Regions from separate parts of the Anser cygnoides genome. Here region 2 is linked to region 1. The links are chromatin contacts, called in public Hi-C maps. All regions are on one chromosome and are shown on one strand. The core of a region is the stretch at or near the end of the contact, and the rest is flanking DNA. Distances in the headings are between cores, read along the strand shown. Region 1 holds the start of NQO2 (N-ribosyldihydronicotinamide:quinone dehydrogenase 2). Region 2 has its middle 52 kb from the start of SLC22A23.

Region 1 (7,055 bases), core at 3,057-5,556:
ACATTTTCACCACTACAGAATCTTTGAAGTGGCTTCCTAAACCAATCACAGTACTTTGATGCCCTGTCACTGTTCAAAGGGACCATTACAGGTTCAGGACATTTAGTTATCTGAAGGGATATCCAATGGCCAATTATTTCAAGTCAGGAACTAGTTCTCTCTAGTTCCTAGCTGGGTAATATACATCTTATGACCAAGGGCATTTTTTATTAGTAAATTCAGTAACTTCAGAACAATATTATCAGTAGATATTTAGTATGGAAAATTGAATACAAAAGCTTCTCAGCAAAACAGAGAATTTTAAAACAGCTTGTACAAAACGGAGCTTTGTTTATGTGCAGAATATAGCTGTGTGTCTTAAAATTAGTGATTGCTCATGGGACATCACTGGTAACAATTCAAGAAATTATTAATGGCCTCATTAGGAGAGCAGATGGTTTCAAAGAAGCATAAAACACCTGGGAACTAAACTGCAGGTAGAAATTTGTCCAAATACCATTTGCAGAATACCATTTGACAGCTCAAGGCTATCCAAATCATCACTCTACCTGTGAACTACTGAAGGAAGAGGAGGAAAATAGTTTGTGGATAGCATGACCTTGTATCTCATCATAGGAAAGGAAGAACACAGTGGAATATGTCCCTATCCTGGGAAAGAAAGTCAGGAATCAACTTCTGATGAAGAGAGTCATATGAATGATTCTTCCCTTTTTTAGTTCCATGGCCCGTTTTTTTTTTTCTTTTTTTTTTTTCTAGCAGATAAAAGCAAGCTGTCAAATCAGCCTCATTACTGACTAAAAGATTTTCTTGACCAGTATTTGGCAAGGTTTGGCCTCTGAAAACCACCAAAGTCCACACTGAGCTCTTGAATCCATTTCACTACTAATCTCCCCATAATTGATCATCTTCCCGCTACGGCTACTTTCCTGCCTTCCTCATACTTTCTATTTTCTTGGATACTTTATTTTCAATTATTTTTCATCTCTCAGTCTTGCTTTGTGATGTTATGGTTATTCATCTGAGTGAACTCCATGCCTATGGAAGACTTCCAATAGAATAGCACTAGAAGTACAACAACAGAATTATCTGAAAGGGGAACTAAAATATATTTTAAAATGAAATGGAAAAAGATAGGGCTAGTATTCGATGGAAGTTCTTGAATTAAGGCTACCTGCCCAAGATATCCAGGTACAGTGTCTTATGTTTCCATTTTCTTCATAACTATTTACCTTGACATGAAACAGTTTCCTATTTATAGTAACTTTCTCTTTTCCTTCAGTTAATGCTGACTGTGTTTCTTTGTAGCAGAAATGAATGAGTCCTCAGAGAGGAACTGTGACAAAGCTACTAATTTTCTTTCTAGGCCAGATATTTAAAAAAAAAAAAAAAAAAAGTTAAAATCATATAAATGACATTTAGGCAAAAATGAAACTCCTGAGTTCAGACGAGCTACTCTCAAAACTCCCACCCAGCTGATGCCTCACCTTAGGTAAAGAAAGCATAGGTTTTTTTCTTTTATATAGCGTAATAGGAGTTATGTGTCCACCTAACAGCTGTTGCATGTTTTAGCAATTCTTGACACAGGGACTGGAGCCTTCATGTTTCAAGGTCATGCTGGTGACTACAAAATTATGCCTACGTTTGTTCTGTTTCTTCACCAAAACCTAAGGTATTTTTTCTGCAGTGAACCACCTTCAGCAGGATCTGATGACAGACCACCAGAGTGTTCTGGACTCTGCTCAGGAGACCAGACGATTCATAATTATTTTCAGTCTCTTCAAATCTTAAGAGACGCTCATGGGACACAAAGAAACCTGGCCTAACATTTAAAATAAGGGCCTCTGAGTTGACTGCCACCAACCAGGAGTAAAGCTGTCTAATAATGACAGATAATTCCATGTAAGCATCAGCTCAGCACTTGGTAGCCATCAAGAAAGCAAATTTTATGGTGATAGTTTTTAGGATCAGAGAGCAGAAGAGAGAAAATCGTTACACAACCAGGTAAATCCAAGGTGCCTCCATACTGTAAATGTCATCTGTAGATCTGGTTCCCTCATTTCAAGAAATGATACAGCAGAACTGGAAAAGGGCAGAGAAGAGCAATGAGAATGACTGAAAGTAGAGAAGACTTTCCAAACAAAGAGCACCTGAAGAACACTCTTCTATCTGGAAAAGAGGTAATCTGGGAGGCACACGGTACAAGTCCATAAAATCACCTTTGGACAGAGGAGACAAGCACAGATGGATAGTTGTTCTTTTGTCACACCCAATACAAGAACCAAAGGGCATCAAACAAAGCTGGTAGGAATCAGATGCGAAATAGCCAAAAGGGGTTGTTCCTCACATAGCAGAAAATAAGTCTGTGGAAGTCCTTGCCAGGGACATTGCACAATTGGCACGGATTCACAGGGAGATTGGGCAAAGTATCTTGTGCAGAGAGGCAAACTGGAGGTTACCATACAAACTACATGTTCAGGTCTGAGACGAAGATAGCTGCAGTCTGAGAGAGCAGTGGGGTGAATATCCTACATGCTTACTCTGCTTTTACTCTTTCATAGCCAGATACTTGTGAGCAGGGTTGAAGAGAGGATACTAGGTGGAATGAACCCTTGGTCTGAATCTCTGCTGTCATTTTTATTTTCTCATGTCCTCTGTCTTGTGTTAAAGACAAAAACAATCTGTGCCAATCAATAGTCAGTGAGGTTGTAAACATTCAAATTTCTTATGAAGTATAACTCACTCAGTCAATGCTCATGGATGGCTGAGAGGGAGAGGAGAATTTTCTTCCAGTTTAGTCACAGCTACTTTTTCTCATTGCTAATTAGCAATTAACTCCTTAGAGAGAAAAAATGTTAACAGGTAAAGAAAAAATCTTATTGTAAGGGAGGACTGGAGAGAGTAATAGAAAATGCAGAAAGGAAGAAAGGAAGAAAGGAGAAAAAAAAGAGGATTAAGAAACACTCCCAACCTACAAAACGAAATTCTCATTGCAGAGGTGCATTGTCCTGTGAGGGTGTTTGAGCTACAGTAACACTTTCCTGAGTGCTAAGTAACTTTAAAAATGGAGGAGTAAAAGAGGGTGAAGGAGGCTACAAGAAGCTCCACTCTGTCCTACAGAGTTGCCCAAAATGCAAAAATACATGGATTCCCCAAATCACCCTGAACTTTCTCTTGAGAGCTCTGATAAATGTGCTGATGTGATTGCTAAGAAATAGCTGAATCTGGCTTCTGAAATCCTTATAAGGAGCCTTGTCCAAAGACAAACAGGAAATTGAAAGTATTTTATTTTTAATTTTATAAAATTATTAGAGATAAGTCCAACAAAATTTGAGAAGAATGGATTTCAGGGTATATTAGGAATTAACATGGGAACTAGTCATGTAAACTTTTACAGCCTTACCAAGGAATAAGGTGGGTTTTTTTGTTTGTTTACCTCTACAATGAGATCACTGGCTTTTAGGCTTATGTGAAGAAATACTTAATGGTTTTACGCTCTACAAATTCATAAACTTCTCAAAGCTGAAACTACAGCTCACCTACAGTGGTGCAATATCTGCCATTCAAAAGCCTATTATTTACCAGGTAGTAAAATATCTTTCTTCGTATAGATCTGTGAAATATTTTAACATACATGTTCATCCATCTGATGCATCACAAATGTGCTCCCTGAAGTACAGGCACAGTGTAATTTTTTTATTTTTTTTTCTTTGCTATTGTGCTTTGTAATTTTTTTCTTTGCTATTTCTGTGAGTTATTATATTATATGGTATGTCAAACAATGTTGTCTAGGTACAGTATGTAAACTACTAGCATTTTTCCTTTAGTTTCCCTTGTCTTACCATAAGTAGACTTTATGCTTAGGGGGCGAGGGGGGGTGAAGGACAATAAATATTTTTGGCTTGGCCATTGATATGAGATATAAAATATATATACATATATAAAGATATATAAAATAAAAAACTTACAGTCTTTGGGCTACAGCCATTTCAGCTTCTTTCTTAGCTTTTGCCCAGTCTTCACAAAAGTGAATTCTACTTGCTAACAGCATACAAACAGCCCTGAGCTGTTGAAACACTGTTTTATCAGATCATCTCATTACTTCTGTTACCAGAGGGGACAAAAAGACAAAAATAAATCATCCTACCTGAGAGAAAGTAAATTGAACCTGTGTTTCTTGAGTCCCTGTCTGGTTCTTTACCACGCTGCTTCCCACATAAGCAGGAGAGCGTCACCAAGCAGAATTTGGGCTCTAGTTTTATATTCAGCATACTGACTGTTGCTGAGCAACTGCTGTAGCCCCAGTTTCCGCCAGGGTCACTTCCCATTTCTGGACACCGCTGTCCCCAGTGCCAGCAGCACTGTGCGCTTCTCCCGGAGAAGCCGGGGAGACGGCTGAGGGCTTTGTGTCTCCCCTAACGCAGCACCACGGAGCACAGCTGGTGGAAAACACCAGCAGGGCAAGGTTTGCACGGAGGTTTTTCTGCACACCCGCTGCGAGAGGACGCGGGTGGTAGCCCTGCCACTTACTGCTCGGTGCCAGGGGCCCGATCAGCTGCTGTCCGCCCCGGCTTCTCCAGTCCGAACCGAGCCCCAGCACCGCTGCGGGTAAAGGCCCAGGGGGAAGCAGGGGGGGCCGCGGCACTCCCCCGGATGGGTGGCACGGGAGACAGGGGGGCCAGTGGGCCTGACATTGGTTTTTAGAGGAAAAGAGGAAAAAACAAGCGCGCTCTCTGCCTTTCCTCTGGGGAAGCTTTGGGGAGTGACGCAGCACGTCCACGTTAACCGAGCGGGGAGCTGCGCTTTGCTAAGTGCAGCAACAACTGCTCCACCGGGCACTCGGTGGCCTCTGCCAAGAGCTGAACATGAGGTGACGTGCTCGCTCAGCGGCGGTCAGCCAGCTCAGCAACATTTGCCAAAGGAGCACGCGTACGGCCTGCCCGCCCTCCCGCAGGCCTACAGCCCCTTCGGCACCACACAGCACGGCGCTCCCAGCCGGGTGGTACCGCGCCGGCGGCTGTCCGTGCACCTGCTCGCGGTGCTTCTCACACGGACAAATCTGTCATTTGAGTTTACAGGCCGTGCCGGATTCTCAGGACAGAAGCGACTGAGTGCTGCTGGAAAATGGCAGGTAAGAAAAAATACTAATAAGGATGCTATTCGCTTAGGTCCTGGGCACGCTGCTATATGGAATGCCTGTAGTGTTTACTTGTGATACTAAAGTTGTTTTGTTTCTTTTTTTTTTTTTTTCCAAATCACCACAATTTCTTCAGTAAAGCATGCATTTGAAATCTCTAATCTCTCCACTGTTAGAGTGCCCTCAACTCCACTGCAAGGGGAACAAACTAGCAGCTTGCAGAATTAATCCTATGGCATCTCTGAGCTCGTCATCTCCAGCCACTGAACCACTTATTTGCTGAGAGCTAGCAAGAACAGCAAAAAGGTAACTGCTCTTACAAGGAGTGAGCGAGCAGTGGTTTAAGTAGTTTATACACTTGTTAAATTTGTGGTAGCATCTAACCACAAATTGTAGTAGACTTCTAGCAAAGCTAGTATTTCATGCAGGATGCCAAGCACACTGTAGAAATTACTACCTCTTAAAATTTATGTTAAAAAAATAGGCTTTGTTTTTTCAAGCCTTCAGCACTGGTTCTTGTATCTCTGACACCCCAAACCTACCTGCTGCCCTGGTGGTGATCTGGGGCATACAGCTTGTGTCCACTGAATTCAGGAGATACCTGTTACAGATTGGCAGATAGGAACCAAGAGCTGCATATTTTGCGGATCCAGACATTTTCAATAATCCCTGGAAATCCTCTTAAGTACATATGTACAAACATATTACCCCATAAGAATATTTTACCTTTCCCTTGTTCAGTGATGAATGTTTTTTTTAGACAATTATTAAAATTGAACAGGCTACATACCATAAGAATTTGAACAAGTAAGCTCTAATACCCCTTATTGATCAATTTAAGAAGCTGCATCCTAAAGTATCCATCTTGCCACTCAGTTTAGATTAAATCTGCTTTATTTTGAGATACAAGACAGCTCATTGCCACATCTAAGAAAAAAATCACGTCACTTGCTATTGAAGTCACTGTGAAGATGCTGAAGTGGGATAGTGGCATCTTAAACATCTACCCTGAGGCTGGCACTTGCACAGCACTACAGCATGGCAACAGAAGACGTAGGGAACCTGCAATGCAGTAGGAGAATGCCCTGAACTCTCAGAAATTGTTTCCGCAACAGTCTGAGGGAACGTAAATTGGCACTGCTTTGATCCCATCCTGTCCCTCACTCTTGCTCTGTAGCTTGTCTGACTTAGCTCAGGGAGCTAAACCAGCAGAAAGCTGTTTGTTGTTCTGTTTTTGTGTAGGGTGAGAGTTTTTGAAGGAATCAGCTGTACACAAATGCTGACTCAAGAGGACGGACCATGCCAGAGGAGAAGTGTGAAAGCCCTGAGTTGCACTGATATAGGGCAGTGTGGCCTGCTATGGAAAGGCACCTACAGCCCACTAAGCCCTGCCTAGGAAAACCCAGCATAGCACAATATTGGGTGGGGAGGCATTTACTGATTAGTTCCTCTGCTGAGCAGGAGTCAAATGCTGCCACTATCAGCTCCGTGCTGCTCGAAAATCACAGTACAGAAAAATGAAAAGCCTGGCCCTGGCTCCACAAACTCTTCTGTATCTGCCTTCCTCAAAGGTATTTTCTGCTTTTCTTTCTGCCTCCAGGGAGAAAAGTCCTGATAGTCTACGCACATCAAGAGCCCAAGTCTTTGAATGGATCTTTGAAGACGGTTGCTGTGGAAGAATTAAGCAAACAGGGCTGCACTGTCACAGTGTCTGATTTATACGCGATGCAGTTTGAGCCAAGAGCAACAAGAAACGACATTGTTGGTGAGTCTAGCCAAAATACTTTTTTTGAGACAGACTTTAATCTTGTCTATCCTGCTGCATTAACAATCTAGAACCCATGCTGTTAGGTGCATTCTGAAAAATAGTTGCTATTATTTTGTGCAAATATACCCCAAATAACAAGACCTAGTTTTTTAT
Region 2 (7,055 bases), core at 2,488-4,987, 250 kb after region 1:
GTTATTCTCGGTTCAGTCGGGCACTTGAAAGTTAATTTGGGAAATAATGTGACTGAAGTCAAACTGCAAGCGAAGTTCCTTAAAACACAAACAAATTAGCATCGATGCAACTGTTTCTAGGTTTCTAGGGTACGCAGAATGTCAAGTGACTGATGATGCATGCGGAAAGCCCTACAACAAAGGAGATCAGTATTGCTGAAACAGGGCAGGCACATCTTGGAGTTGTGCTTTTGACAGAGCTGAACGCTAGCATGTTCAGTCTTCCACATGGATAGACACAGTCACCCAGAAGGGAAAAGGTGTTTTTTCCCCCCTCCCCTATATTCCTCTGCACCTTGTGCAGTCATTTTACAAGAGCAAGCTAAAGGCCATCAGGGTGAAATAGGCTTTTTTCTTTTTTTCCTCTCATTTTGCACAGCTCTAAATAGCTGTCCAAAGCTGTAAAATAAAATGCTTTAGCCTTAACTGTCCTTAAAAATAATAAGTTTCAGGATAAGATGGACAGAGTCCTTTCTTTAAAATGGCCATCATACTTGGGTACTGGGTGGGATAATTCAGATGATATGCTGTGTACGTGTGATTTCATTTGTGTCTTTTCCTCCCAGGACAGACCACATTTCTTCCTATAAAACCTCAAAAACCCAACGTGATAGGAACAGGGGTTGGGACAAGGCAGACTAATAATGAAAGTGCTGTCAGAGTAAAATGCATCTGAGTCATAACTTCTTCATCAGTTGAGGCAAACTCCTCTATCAAAAAGATTATGTAGATCACACTAGTGTGTACAAAGGTTACTGAGTCAATATCACCGTTATGAAAACAATCTTATTGAGGCAAGATCTTGTTTTGGGAACAGATCAACAGATTCACATGTTATTCCCTGTTGTGATGGAAAAGCTTTATGTGATGCTAGGTTAGCCGTCATTTCCCCATCTGAGATGGTTATTATGTTTTAAGTACAATGCCAGTATCACAGCAAGATCACTTAGCATCCTGAGACAGAAGGTTCTGCATAAAGTATTGCTATTCTTAAATGATTTACAGCACCTGCAAACAAAACTATAATCTTTATCCACTACAATACTTTTCATACCACGAGAGATGTCACTAGAAGGAATCCTCAGAACATGAAAGAAAAAAAGGATAACCTTCCTAAAAACTACTCTAACTGGAATTATCTTTTGGATCCTAGATGTCTGTTGGTTTTTTTTTTTTTTTTTTTCCTTCTCATCTGCTACTGTGGTGGGACCTGCTGAGGACCTAGATCTTATCCTCATTTACGCTATTTGGGTCAGAAGCTGGCATAAAAGACTAAACATAGGGGTAGGTCTTTCCTCCCAGATGTCTGCTCTGGTGATTTGAAAACACAAGAGCTCACCAGCCCCAGGGGAGCCTGTGTTGGCCATGTCAATACCCTCATTCCTAACTCCTGAATCACGGTGGGAGCAATGAGATTAGCCAAACGGACCAGAGATGATTCATACAGCTCTTGTACCTGCAGGGGCACATACCCATGCACCATTTTCCCTAACCATTACTACCCTTGTCCTTCTGCTCCCTTTTTCCCTCTTGTTTTTAAGATTTCCTTATTGTGTCTGGTCCAAGCAGACTGCAAGTGCTGGCCCTCTACGTGCAGTTGTGGGCCTCTGGGCTGTCTCACAACACATTATAATCAATGACTAAGAACCTTGCAGTAGCGTAGCCTTTTCCTTGCTAGGGAAAACTCTCCCCTATCTGAACAGTGAGTAGTTTGGAGCACTACTCAGCCACAAATCCAAGTCAAGCCAAGCAGATTTTACTCCCACTGCCTCAATGATTGACAGAGATGTCTATCAGAAGATATTTGAGAGGCAGCTATTTCAAAACACAAAGGTGACACATGCACTGAGCGTTTTTGACATAAATAAGATGTCATTACAATACTTTCTTCCATGCAATGATAAATACCACTTAAGATTATTAACTTCGCAGTATCGCCATCGGTATAGGAGAAAATCCAGGGCGTTTCCACAAAAAACACGATGCACTGCCAGTGTTCTGCAGCCAGGGATTGCTTTGTTTCTGCTGGGTTTCATAATTAAAGTAAGGAGAAGATAAAGGACTTTCCTTTGAGGCTTGCAAGCTCCTAATGAGAGTTGCAGAGAGAGATAGAGTCTGCTGCCTTTCTTGAACAAACAGTCTCTGTCTGTGCAATGTGTACACAGCTCAGTGAATTTACTGAGAGTGAGCTGGGAATACACCGCACTGCTTCCCACCCAATGCACTAACTCCTCAAACTGGAGCCCACCCTACCACACAGTAATTTAGGAAGAAGGGCCAGGCCAACATGCTGCAGTTATAAGAGAGGCATTTTCACTTACTGTAGGTGAAGTTAATACTGCTCTCTGAGAGCAACTTTACATAAGCCAGAAAGCTCCAAACCCTCATAGCACAGGCAGAATGAGGGCAAGCTACCCTGACTCTCACTCCTTCCTTGACCTAGGAGAAATTAATCTTTATGTCCCATACATCATCGAGCTCCTTGCCAAGAGGGCTGCCAAAGGTGCCGGTAGTGCTGACCACTGCATGATACGGATGTCTAACCATCTAAAAGAGCTCTCAGCACTATGTGCTAGCTGAGGAGACAGCTGGGCACACAGTTGGTGCTGTGAAGTGCAATCCTGAGGTGCAGGAGCCCAGTGAGCTGCATTTTGGGTGCTGCCACACGGAGCTGAGCATGGGCAGACTGAGGGTGGGTGCAGTCCCATGGCCAGGCTCGTCAGCTTGTATCGGGGAGCAGGCTGGGATGTTCTCTGCAGACAGATATTGTGCCCATTAAACCACATTAAACCACACCTTGTTTACACTTGCACACGTCAGTGAACAGCTGTTCCCTCTGCCATTAACATTCAAGATCATGTTGTGAAACCAATGCATCTGGGCACCTAAGGAAATGTTATCTGAGCTATTGTCTCCAAAGATGCTACAAGTTATGCAACCTGTGCTCTCATTATCACCATCTTAAAGCATTTGCTTATGTCTTCTGTCTTACCACAGCTCTCCTTGAAATGTTATCAACTTTGAGAAAACACCACTATGCGTGGCACAACCCTCGTGACCTCAGATGGGGACAGTGGAGTAGAACAATGCACACCCAGGCTGCTATTTCTTAGGCTGGGGTTTAAAAATCATTAATACTGAACCTGTGCCCAGCGAAAGTCTGATCCAGATTAGACACACATTTGTCAGAAGGACGTAGTGCACACAGTATGGAACTCTTACGCATTATTCTTACACATATAGCTAGACCCAGAAGCATCCATCCAGGTGGTACAGATAAACAATAATTGATGTACCAGAGCCTGCTGAAAAATAGGTGATGCACTGACATGTTTTCAAGAAATCTGAACTGACAGAAAGTAATTATACTGTACCGGCAGTTTGTCTCGGGTGGTTGTAACATTTTTGATCCTGTTTAAGGAATATCTTTGGGTCTTCCCAGTGACAGCAGAAGAAATGATGATGGCCTGCTGAGGCACAGACACAGTTCCCCTAGCAAAGCAGATCCAGGTATAAACACAGGCCTCTGATGCTTCTCCCCAGGTACTGGCTTGCTACCCTCGCCCTGACTGACCACAAAACCTCCCAGCCCCAATGACTGGTTTACAGAAAATAGTTCCCACCAGTTTAACTACAACCCGTTATTAAACTGATTCAGTTAATCCTTCAGAGACTCCTTTGGGGACACAGCTAAATTCATTTATAGCAGTTATGGCTTAGAGTAATTTACCTTTCGGCTGGTAAGTTAATTGTGATATCAATTTATAACTTAGCTTGATAGTTTATTAGCTTAAAACTAAGACATCAGCTATCAGTCAACGTACTGTGTTTCCAACTGTGCTTTCAGGTGATGTTTTCAGTAATTGATTACGGTTAAGTCAGTTAAACTATTTGTGCAGGTCAGCCCCAAATCCCCTGTCCCAGTTACATGCTCTTTGCTTTCAAGCATTGAGCAACACACAAGTGAATGACCTGCCTGTCCTCTGGGAAAAAACGGGTAGCACAAACAGGGCTCGACCCATTTTTAAACAACAGGTCAACAGGCAGGAAATGTGTTGAGGAGTCAGAGAGGAATGGCATCAATGAAACATTTGACTTACAGGCTTTCCTTCCAGCCCACGGCTCCTCAGAGACCCCCAGCTTTAGGCAGAGCATTAACAAGCACTGGGTTTCACATGCATGCTTTTTACTATGCTCATCCCAGTCACTAATGAGGGCCTTATCTGTGTGGTGCAACTATCCCCTAGGACAAGACTATTAGTTGCTCTTAGGATACACAGACAGGCTCATGTTTTCAAAAGCTTGGAGCTGGCAACGCTGAAAATGTCTGGAAACAAAAGAGGTTCAACTAGAAGCATGTTCTCCTGTTACAGTAATTGTCCCAAGTGGGTTTTCTCCTGACCAGCACCTTCAGATCAATTAGGTATGAAAACTAAGTATATCAGTAGAATTAAGTTAATAAAATGGAATAACATTAATGAAATATATTTGTTCATATTTCTGGGATGGGAAAAAAACAGCGGGGAGGAAAATTTCTGTGCCATCACCCAAAAAATAAGAGGCATTGAAGAGCCCTGCTTGCTTTCATCTGACAATGACCTGCTTCAGACTCAGCAGGTGAAATACTGGCAGCCCATTTTAGGGGGCAGGTGCCCCAGGACAGGCAGAGGCCACTGTAGTGCCTGGGACCAGGCTGCTGCAGGGCAGCCGGATCACCACTTACACCCCACAGCTGCAGCTAGGACACGGGGCAAGGAGCCAAGCAGCTCTTGGAGCAGCTTTGCCTTACAGTCCTGTTCCTCGCTGGTGGAGGCAGGAAGCGAGGACAAGGTGATTAAAGCAGAGAGGCAGGTGATTAAAGGTGATTAAAGAGCCAGGGCTGGGCTGCAGAGCACAGCACTGCACCGTGCACTGAAGTCCTCACTTTTGTTTTGGCTTCATTTCTTCTCAGAGCTGAAGTTAGCTTCTCTTTTCCTGGGCTTGACATCTTCCCAGTGTTCTTTGGGCAGCCTGTGTCATCTGAGCAGAGGTCATCAGCTTCACTGGTGGTTTTTGCCTACCAGTGCATTAGTACTGCTTGACATGGCAGTTTCAAGAGAGCAATTGATATTAACCTATTACTTTTCTTTTTTTTAAAAAAAAAAAATAAAACTTTCAATATGCTGCTCAATAGCAATAAACTGTCTATAAAATAGGAAAAGATCCTTATCATCTACCCACACAATGCCAGCCTGTGTTGCTGAAGCCTGTGTTTCTTCCTCCTTATCTGGTTCAAGGCAGCAAAGCAGGAACTGCCTGGACATAAACCCACTCCTTTCTCAGGCCACCCACTCCCGCATGGCACTCAACATCTCTACACGGTCACGAAGGCCTGAGGGATGGTCCCGTGCCCATCCATATTGGCCATCCAATACCTCTCAAAGTCAATTCAGACAAAGAAGCAAAACCACCCTTTTTCAGATTCATCTGGCAGCTCTTCAGTGGGAGCATGTGAGATGTCTCAAGGCTGGGGCTGGACTTGTTTTCAAGCTTTGCAGCCATTTATTTCATCCATGACTTTTCATAGTAAAAATACTCAAACAATCCCCACAAATGAGCCTCCACACTCTTGCCCTCTAATTATATCCACAGCATTCCCTTTTGCAGCCAAACCCTCCCACATCCTTAAGCAAACACGCTGACACCCAGGCAAGCCTTACACAGCACCATGGAGAAATCCCTCACCATGCTGAGCTTCCCTTCTGCAGCCAAAACCTGCTGGGCACACCTCAGTGCCACAACCCCACTCACGGCTGGCTAATATTAGGGCTATTTACTCTGTTGGTATAAAATTATTAAACCAGGGGCAGATGAACCTCAGCTTTGCTGTCTCTATCATGCCCTTTGCTCACCCTGAATGCCTGTGGAGGCTGCTGTCACCAGCCATGCACCGCTGCACTGTTTTTTCTGAGACAGGGAGCATCTCAGCTCCTTCCCACCCGCTTTACTCACATGAGCAATGTACCCCAAATAAACTGGGTGGAAGGGAGAATAGGTGATCCTGGTGTAAGGCACTTGTGCACACTTACGTAGTAAAAAGCAAGTAACTCTGTGCTGAACTTGATGGTGCAAATCACTTTAAGGCAGTGCAGGAAGAAGGAGAAAGGGGCATTTTTCTCCGTGCAAACGGGCTGGTAGAAGAGCTGTTTGCAAGGACTCCATGCTCAAGTCCCCAGAGGAAAGCCACCAAGCAGGGCTAGTGAGATCTCAGTGGTTTTCCGTTGGAGACAGACAAAATTTCTTCTTGAAACACCATCAGAGCATTTGACCAGCTTTGAGCAATTCTTGCAGCCTAACCCATGAGACCACGATTTACAGAGGCTTTTCTTTACCTCTTGAACAAATAGCAAGAGGCAGTCCCTGAGCAGTTCGGTATCCTGCAGGTCTGCTTGGTATCCACATGTGTTAGGCACAAAGAATACAAAGCATCAGGGAAAGCAGCAAGCATCAAAAACTGCTTCCTGAGGCTCCAAAATGGAGACAGAAAAACTGACACTACTGGAAGGGTATTTCACAGTGGGGGCAGCAGGGCTGGAGGGTGCAGGTAATGCTGAGCCATGTGGGACAAGGCACAGGACACGGTGCAGTGGCTCCCCTCAAAGCATGGTGCTTTGAGCTGTGCTCTCAGGGTATTGCCCACCACAGCACCCTATTAGCAGCACCACGGGATTACCTAAACACCATTTCAGGCCCAGTGGCCTTTCATGCAATGGCTGGTTTCTGTCATGAAGAGAGGTGACCTTGGTTTCCAACCCTATAAAAATGTTGACCACTAACGATCCAAAACCAGCATGTGTGATGGGTTTTCCAGTTCAGAAGATCTTAGTTTACTATATTAAAGATTTAAACAAAGTGCAAAAAATGGGAAAATGGCTATTATAGTTACAACTTCATGAGCTTGCAGGAGGCTTGGTTCTGGGTCTGTTTTCTTCTGTCAAAGAAGTTGCTGCCTTTAACCCAAAGAAAAAAAAACATTA

The links. Hi-C and Micro-C count contacts between places; a contact is called where the count stands out from the background.
Region 2: a contact with region 1 is called in a Hi-C map of liver, with 2.2 times the contacts expected there. The contact joins the enhancer-like site here to the promoter of NQO2 in region 1. A contact is called at or near these places in 2 of 7 Hi-C or Micro-C datasets (granulosa cells and liver).

What each region holds. Positions count from the first base shown.
Region 1 is chr2:84,453,979-84,461,033 of Taihu_goose_T2T_genome, forward strand. It overlaps NQO2 (N-ribosyldihydronicotinamide:quinone dehydrogenase 2), which reads left to right and starts at 4,307. Exons shown (of 7, transcript XM_013193576.3): 1 at 4,307-4,605; 2 at 5,076-5,128; 3 at 6,735-6,899. The coding sequence starts at 5,122.
Region 2 is chr2:84,705,949-84,713,003 of Taihu_goose_T2T_genome, forward strand. No RefSeq gene overlaps it. Among named protein-coding and RNA genes, the nearest start is that of SLC22A23, 52 kb to the left of the region's middle. Within about 2 kb of position 3,738, at least 2 of the 3 cell types and tissues checked have open chromatin away from gene starts, as enhancers often do. A contact at or near this core is called in liver, where this site is marked.